Linked DNA regions of Mus musculus: region 2 is linked to region 1. Evidence: chromatin contacts called from public Hi-C data. All regions are on one chromosome and are shown on one strand. The core of a region is the stretch at or near the end of the contact, and the rest is flanking DNA. Distances in the headings are between cores, read along the strand shown. Region 1 holds the start of Ago1 (argonaute RISC catalytic subunit 1). Region 2 holds the start of Clspn (claspin).

Evidence for each region. Hi-C and Micro-C count contacts between places; a contact is called where the count stands out from the background.
Region 2: a Hi-C map of pre-B cells shows a contact between it and region 1, with 3 times the contacts expected there. The contact joins the promoter of Clspn here to the promoter of Ago1 in region 1. A contact is called at or near these places in 2 of 39 promoter capture datasets (the C10 cell line and pre-B cells), 1 of 15 datasets of contacts at CTCF or cohesin (the NIH/3T3 cell line), 5 of 484 Hi-C or Micro-C datasets (CD4 T cells, embryonic stem cells, natural killer cells and 2 more), 9 of 115 datasets of contacts at active chromatin or transcription factors (the 230-238 cell line, the SCID.adh cell line, effector CD8 T cells and 4 more) and 4 of 9 other capture datasets (adipose tissue, embryonic stem cells, liver and 1 more).

The regions. Positions count from the first base shown.
Region 1 is chr4:126,466,859-126,470,606 of GRCm38.p6, forward strand. Ago1 (argonaute RISC catalytic subunit 1) reads right to left here and starts at 1,725. Exons shown (of 19, transcript NM_153403.3): 1 at 1,539-1,725. The coding sequence starts at 1,563.
Region 2 is chr4:126,555,720-126,559,810 of GRCm38.p6, forward strand. Clspn (claspin) reads left to right here and starts at 1,261. Exons shown (of 26, transcript NM_175554.4): 1 at 1,261-1,418; 2 at 3,489-3,597. The coding sequence starts at 1,395.

The DNA of each region.
Region 1 (3,748 bases), core at 475-2,974:
CTACTCTATAGTCCCCGGGTTTGTTGGTAGTAGTTTCCAACCTAGAAAATAAGGATTTACACTCTACCTAACAAGGCTATCTGTGTTTGGGAAAATACAATCAGTACACATTACAGATCAGTTCCTCCTTGTGTGTGTGTGTGTGTGTATCCTCTAAATAGGAAAAGTAAGTTAGAGCTATTATCAGGTCAATGCTGCCCCACCCCCAACATCTTGCTTCTTTTTTCTTCTCTCTCTCCCTCTTCTCTCCCCTCTTTGGTTTTCTTTTTGTTGTTGTTGTTTTTGTTTGTTTGTTTGTTTGTTTTTTGGAGACACTGTCCTGGGACTCGCTCTGTAGACAAGGCTGACCTTGAATTCATTCATCTGCCTGCCTCTGCCTCCCCAGCGCTGGGATTAAAGGCGTGCGCCACCAGTGTGTCTGCCTAACAACTTGTTTCTATCAGGCAGACAAGCTTGGCAGCTTTGAGTCTAATGACATGCTCCTGACGTGGGAAAAGATCCACTAGGAAACAGGAGGCACAGGTATATAGAGAGATTATATTGTGATATAGAGTCAATTCATGGAAAAGGAGGGCACTATCTTCAGATTAAAAGCTCCCATCTCTTCTCAGGAGTGGTCTAGAAACTTGAAAAACATGTGGGCCTAGTTTCTCAGTGACCAACACTTTCCTAAGGCCTATCTTCTGAGAGAAGTAGCTCATAAAGCAAGGCTTTGGTCCCCGTCCATCCTCATGCAGCAGAAAATGCACTCTGGCAGTTGACCTCGACCCTTTCTTTGACAAACTGCTACTCCGGGGTTTAAGGACCAAGTGTCAGAGACCGCCCCCCACCCTTCCCCCAAGACAGAAGGCAATTCCCATTTGTACTACGCAAACAGAATCTGCGAGACTGCACACTCCTCCTAAACCCAGGGGCACAGGAGGGATACTCCAACAGCCACGCCCCCACCACATAGGGCAGCCCTTCAGGCTGGTACCTCCGCGCATGCTCCCGCGCCACCACTCAAGTCCCCAATCTAAGGGGGGAAATCCCTGGTCTAAATCCCCACCCACCGCCCCCTGACCCTCACCCCCGCTTCAGGCCCAGCTGGGCGGAGCTCAGAGGCCAGCCCCGGCGCCTACTCCCCAGAGACATTAGCTTAGCCCAGCCCAGCACGGCCGAGCCCCCGCCCCCCGACAGGCGGTAGTTCCAGGCCCATCTGTGTCGCCCCCCTCCTCTCCAGGACACCTGGAGCCCGCCCCCCTGCCACCTGCCGGGCCTCCCCATAGGCCTCCCCAGACCTCACGGAAGGACACCGTGCATTCAGGCCCTTCTCCCAGGTTACTTCTCACCCTCGGGACAGTATACTGCTTCCTAGGACAAACAGCCCGGGTCTCAGATCTTCACATGGTTCTCAGCCGGAACTGCATACAACCCCCTTCAAAATGGGCCCCCCATCCCCTGAGAGCCCCTCTCCTCACTCTGCAACCATGCTCTATGCCGCGAGAGCCTATAGGGCTTTGGAATACACACTGCTCCCAGTCCCCGAGGGCCCTTACCTGCTCCCGAGGGTCCCGCTTCCATCCCATATACCCGTGCGGAGGACAGGCGGCCGGGAGACTGAGGAGTCCAGCGTGAGGGGCCTAGGTACCTCGCACTTGCACTGCTCGGGCTCCCGGGCCGGGCTCGGCTCCCCCCCGAAGCCCGGCCGCTCGCGCTGTCGCCCCCGCAGCCTCCGTTGCCGCCGCCGCGGAGCCTGCAGCAGCTCCCCCTGCTAGCGCCCGAGTAGCTGCCAGTGCGCAGGCGCGACCGATGGGCCCATGGGGCGGACGGGAACGAGTCAAGCGGGGCGCTCGACGGCAACAAAGGCCAATGGAGAGGGGCGGGGGCGCGGGGACCGTGCAGCGGCCTCTGGCGGCCACTCGTAGCCGTGCAGCCTGGCGGGAGGGCTCCAGTGGCGGAGCCGCGCAGTGGCGTAAGAGGGGAGGGGCTGGGCGACACCCCTTCCCCGGCTGCAGCCTGGGGCCCTGTCTTTTCCCTAAACAGATCTCTGGAAACCTATCCACAGCCCCGCTATCAACACAGAGCCTGGCTCCCACCCATTCCCCGACCCTCTCCCCCTCCAACACCCAATCACTCAAAGGCCCTGCCTCCCACCTCTCCCAATCACCCTCACCCTTAAGTCTTGACTGCCTCTGCTAAGTCAGTCTTTCTGTGTCCCTAGTCGCTGATCTCATTAATGCCACCCACCCTTCCAGGCTGCGTGCCTGGCGCTGAGACCACAAATGTGTTAGAAACCTTGCCTATTCTGGCCGGTGTAACAGTTTTGACACTGACAGAGCTCTCTATCTGCAGGAAGCACCTGCCTCCACTTTTTCGTCTGCAGAACGTTTGCTCCTACCAAATCTCTTAATGACGTTTTGTGTCAAACCCCAAAGGCTAATTTCCTATTATTTCCCTGCAGCATCTGAAACTATATCTCTTCTTAAAAATTAAAAAAAAAAAAGACTTTCCTTGGCTTTCACATTTTCTTAAGTCTCCTAATGTCTGTCCTGAAGAGCTTTCTTCAGTGGCTCCTCTTGTTTTGTTCACTGTAGTGACCTGAATTTTATATTCTACTCTCCCCTTGCCTCTTCACAGCTTCATCCACTTTTAATGCCCAAATATCTATACGTTACCATGTTGCAGCTTCATATTTCCTACTGTCTGCTGGACAGCTCCAGCTGGATCTAACAATTCAAACTTAAGTCCAAACCTAACCCTTTCTTTTTCCCCTACAAAATACATATATTTGTCCTGTCTCAGTGAACTGCATCTCCATGCCAAAAATATCAGCTCCTGTCTCCCTTGTCTATTTGCTATATTCAACTGTGTCTTGACATGCTTACCTTATGAAGTGCTCTCAAAGCATTCCCTGTCATTCTCATAGTCTCTAGTGTGGGTACCCTTTTCTTACCTTGCCAGAAGCACCACAGCTAATTCCTTGATCGTCTCACATAACCTTCTCATTTGGTCTGCTGCACTGATGGGGTAATTACAGAGAGACCCAGCTCAAACGTAACTTACACACACACACACACACACACACACACACAAACGCACGCACACACACACACACACACACATTTTTTTGAGACAGGGTCTCACTATGTGCTCTTGGCTGGCCTGAGACTTGTTATATAGATCAGGTTAGCCTTCAAATCACAGTATTCAGTTTCTTCTGCCTCCCAGGTGCTGGAATGAAAGCTGGCCACCACCACTCCCAGCTTCTATGTATTTTCAATGTTCACCTTACATCAGATGCTATACAAAGGAGAAGGAGTTTAGGAGATGGATGATGTTCACACCTTACTAGTGAGATGAACTTAAAGACATTCATTTTAGTATGCCTAGCTTCCTTTCAGCTTGTGAGTTGCCTTCGGAGTGAGTCATAGGCCTTATGCTGAGTAAAAGGATGTATGTCTCAGGTGGGTGGGGTAGCGCAGGCCTTTATCCCAGCACTGATAAGGCAGAGGCAGGCAGAACTCTGTGAGTTCAAGGCCAGTCTGGTCTACTTAGTGTGAGTTCTGGGACATCCAAGACTACAGAGTGAGACCCTATCTCAAACAAACAAACAAACAAACAAACAAGCAAACAAACCTCTCTCTCTCTCTCTCTCTCTCTCTCTCTCTCTCTCTCTCTGTGTGTGTGTGTGTGTGTGTGTGTGTGTGTGTGTGTGTGTAATAACTTTTCAGATGATGCAGATATGGCTAAGCTGGGGGCCACACTA
Region 2 (4,091 bases), core at 11-2,510, 88 kb after region 1:
AGCAGGTGACAGTGGACGCGAGACGATCACATTACTTCCCTTACACGCTTCCTCCAAAGATTAAGAGAATGATGATTATAAAATTCTGCCCATTGTTTGTCACAAACTGTATGGCCAATAAAAGTCAGTCCTCCAAATGCTGGAGGAAGTGCTACAGATAGATGCATATTTGTGAATCATTGATGTATACGGTCATAGTAAAATAGCCTTTTTTTTTTTAAAAAGGGGGTAAAATATGAGGATGGGACTCTTTTTTGTATTTTTTGGAAGCCTGGAGATTATACCAGGGAGGGCCTCATGCAAACTAACTAAGCAAGAGCTCTACTACTGAGCTGCATCCCCAGCTCAAGACCCTTAGGGGTGTAGAAGTGGGCGGAGATGTGGAGAAATGGAGTTGTTTTTTATCTGAATGTGTATTCAGATAAAGGGGAGACCAGTGTCAGAGGTGACTGTCATCCCTCGTATCCTCTGAGGAGATTCTAGGGATGTGAGGTTTTCCGTGCTAAACCTGGGAAAGTCCTAAGCAAACTGGACAGAGTTGGTCACCATACCAGAATAGGTGAAGGGGGGTGGGGGGAGTTAGAGAGGAGGGGGGTTTGGGTGGGATGGAGGATAATAAATACTCAGATCTTTCTTTCCCTGTGCCAGCTGGTCTCTTTATAATAACTTTGTAAGGAGTTTTAACACTGGCTTGACCATTCAGAAGACAAAAGACAAGTCAGCTGGGACAATACAGTCCAGAAAGGACATTCTTGCCTGCCTATAGAACATGGGGAAGAAAGGACAGAGAATCGACCCGAAGAGGTAAAAACATTAACTCTGCAGGTTAGGATTGCTCCAGGGATGAACTGATGGAGAAAGCCTCCACTGGGGTCTAAGGTTCCCTCAGCAAAAAATTCAGGTGTGGGACACTCCCAGAATCCTGGGAACTTCTTCCCAGTTCACTTCCTGCATTGAAATTTCTCTCCTCTAATTGCATACGGTACGACCCATCGAACGAAGACATAGGTCAAAAGTCCAAGAACATCATTCGCAAGATACCTTCTTTCTAAGCCATAGCGCGGGATCTCTTCGCTCCCCGAGAACCCCCAGACACCCCAAAGCCACTCCTAGATCTGTTTGACAAGAGCAGCCGCAACCCGCCAAACCAACGCAAATTACATTTGCCGGGCAGGCAGGAGGCGCCTCCTGATTGGCAGGGCGATAGGGGTGGGGCCTCGGAGGGAAACCCTCCCTCGGATTGGTGCAAACCCTCAAGGTTGAGCGTTGTACCGCGTCTGGGCGCGAAAGCTCGAACTTCGCTGCCGAGCTGGAGACGGCGGGAGCTGTCGCCGTCAAGTTGAGGTTACTGCAGACACGTTCTCCTGGAGCTGTGCGGAAGGGAGGCCGGAATCATGACCGGCGAGGTGGGTTCTGAGGTGAGTTTAGGCTCTGGTCCGGGCTGTGGAGGCCTTTCGCTGAGGGCCGAGTGGGACAGTCAACCCAGCAGGGCCAGAGCGCCGAGCCGGGAGGACTACAATTCCCGGCGTGCACCGCTCCGAGACCACTGGACTGAGTCTGGGGGCCTCTGGAGGGTCTCCATCTGGCTTCCCGCGCTCAGTCCCCACAGCTTCTGGTTCGGCGGCGCGCGCTGTTGTCCGCCCAGCCGGGTCCTCAGCTTGTCACTGCAGCCCGCCTTGCTCTTTGGCGCGTTTCCTGCCGCGCAAGCTCCCTTTACAGCATCCCCACAAAAAAAAAAAAAAAAAAAAAAAAAAAAAAGGCCTTGGCCAGCCTGGCCTGGAAGTTGTGGGGTGGGAGTCTCTGTAAGCACAGGGTGAGGGGTATAAGCAGTTGGAACTCTGGTTCTGGAAGGAACTTGTAAGGGTGTCGCGCGTGGGCCCACAGTCTTTGCCTACAGTGGCCTGGCTCACAGCGTCCTTCCAGTAGCTGGTGACTCACTAGTGGAATTTGGCCATAGAAAACCTTTTCCGTGATCTGTGTTCTTTTCTGGAGCCAGGACTAGGGCCAAATAGTTGCCTTAAGAACAGATTTAATGGGGGTACCAGAAAAACCTAATCACCAAAGGAAAGCCTTTTTGTTGTTGTTGTTGTTGTTGTTGTTTTTTTTTTTTTTTTTTTTTTGAGACAGGGTTTCTCTGTGTAGCCCTGGCCGCCCTGGAACTCACTCTGTAGACCAGGCTGGTCTCGAACTCAGAAATCCTCCTGCCTCTGCCGAGTGCTGGGATTAAAGGCGTGCGCCCCCACGCCTGGCTATGAAAGCCTTATTTTGACATGAAGTTTTCACGATTAGATATTGAACAAAATAACAGACTTTAATCAAGATCTCGTTGTGCACCAACCTGTCTTTTTGCCTCACTAGGATTTTTTTAAAAAGCCTTAATTTAAATAACATTATTTTCAAAAGGTGGCTGACTTCATAAGCCACACTTTTGCTGACTCTTACTAGAAAGAGAGAAAGAAAGAAAGAAAGAAAGAAAGAAAACAAACATAAAAGTAGGAGACAAAGACAGGGAGGCAAAGTTAGAAGAATGGTATGTGAGCACAATTATGACATGAGTGAGTGTGTGTGTGTGTGTGTGTGACTATCACAGTGGGATCTGAAGGATGGCTCATAAATAAAGACATTTGTTTTGAAGCCTGACAGCGTGACTTCTATCCCCAGGACTCACCTAGTAGAAGAGATTAGATTTTTGCAAGTTGTCCTCTGTCTTCCTTCGGTGCTCTATAGCACACCACTCCCTCTCTAAATGTGCCTACACACACATGCAAAATAATGAAAAGGGGGGCTAGAGTGGTGGCTCATCTGGTAAGAGCACTTGCTGCTCCTCCAGAGGACCTGGATTTGGTTCCTGTCACCCACAACCATCTGTAATTCCAGTTCCAGAGAATCCAGTGTCCTCTTCTGACTTTCATGAGTATCAGGTTTGCACTCAGTGCCCTTACATACATACAGGGAAAATACTCCTACACATAAACAAAGTAAATCTTTTTAAAAAAAAATTTAAAAGGGACTGGAGAGATGGCTCAGTGGTTAAGAGCCCTTGCTGTTCTTGCAGAGAATCCTAGTTCAATTCCCAGTGTCCACATCATGACTGTAACTACGGCTCTAGGGTGTCTCATGAACATTTTGACCTCTACAGGCACTTCATGAATATGGTGCACAGACATATATGCAGATGAAACACTTATAAAATTAATACATCTTCTTTTCAATTGAAAAAACCCGAAAAACCAAGCGAATCTGATTTGTGCAATCGATGTGTTTAATAAAAGTAAATGGAGCTGTTCAGTTAGTATCCTGTAGCAATTAGTCTCGGTTTGTGTGTGTTTGGTTTTGGTTTTGGTCTGTGACTTTAAATGTCATCTGTGTGTTACACTGTCCCGTTTTGGTTCTTCCCAGTTGCAGCTGATGTCCCCACACTGTGTGTCCCCATATATACTCAGCTCTGTCTCCTCCTTGTTAATGCTAGGTTTATTCTCATTCTCTAGGTTAACCTGGAAGTCAACGATCTAAAACTTCTTTCACAAGAAGCAGCAGACAGTCCTGTAGACAGTGGACAGGGCAGCTTTGAAACACTCGAGCCCTTGAGTGAAAGAGGTTTGTAATATATGTTATGTTAATTTTAGGAATAGAATGTGGGGTCCTGGGTTGTGAGTGATTTCAGTTAATCTCATTATTTTCTTGACTTATCGAATTAAATTGTTAGTGCCCCAACTTTATTATTTATTTTCTTTATAATAAATAAAAAAATAGCAGTGCTTACATATATTTTTAAAGAACATCCATTCCTGTTATATAACAGGAATAAGTAATATGTTATTTTTTTATTTTTTATTTTTTTTTAGTTAAAAATAGATAAAATGTCTAATAGTTACTTCATTGCCTGGCTAAATGCATTCACTATAGAACAGGATTTCTAACACCTGCCAGGATGATTAGAACAACTCTACACATTATAAATGTATAAATGTATATAATTACATTTCTTAGCAAGAGAGGTTTTGCCACAGAAATTTCTTTTAAATATATTTTTAGATATGCTTTGCTTCAATGAGTTCTTACTGGCAGTTGTGTAATCCCATAAGGTGATA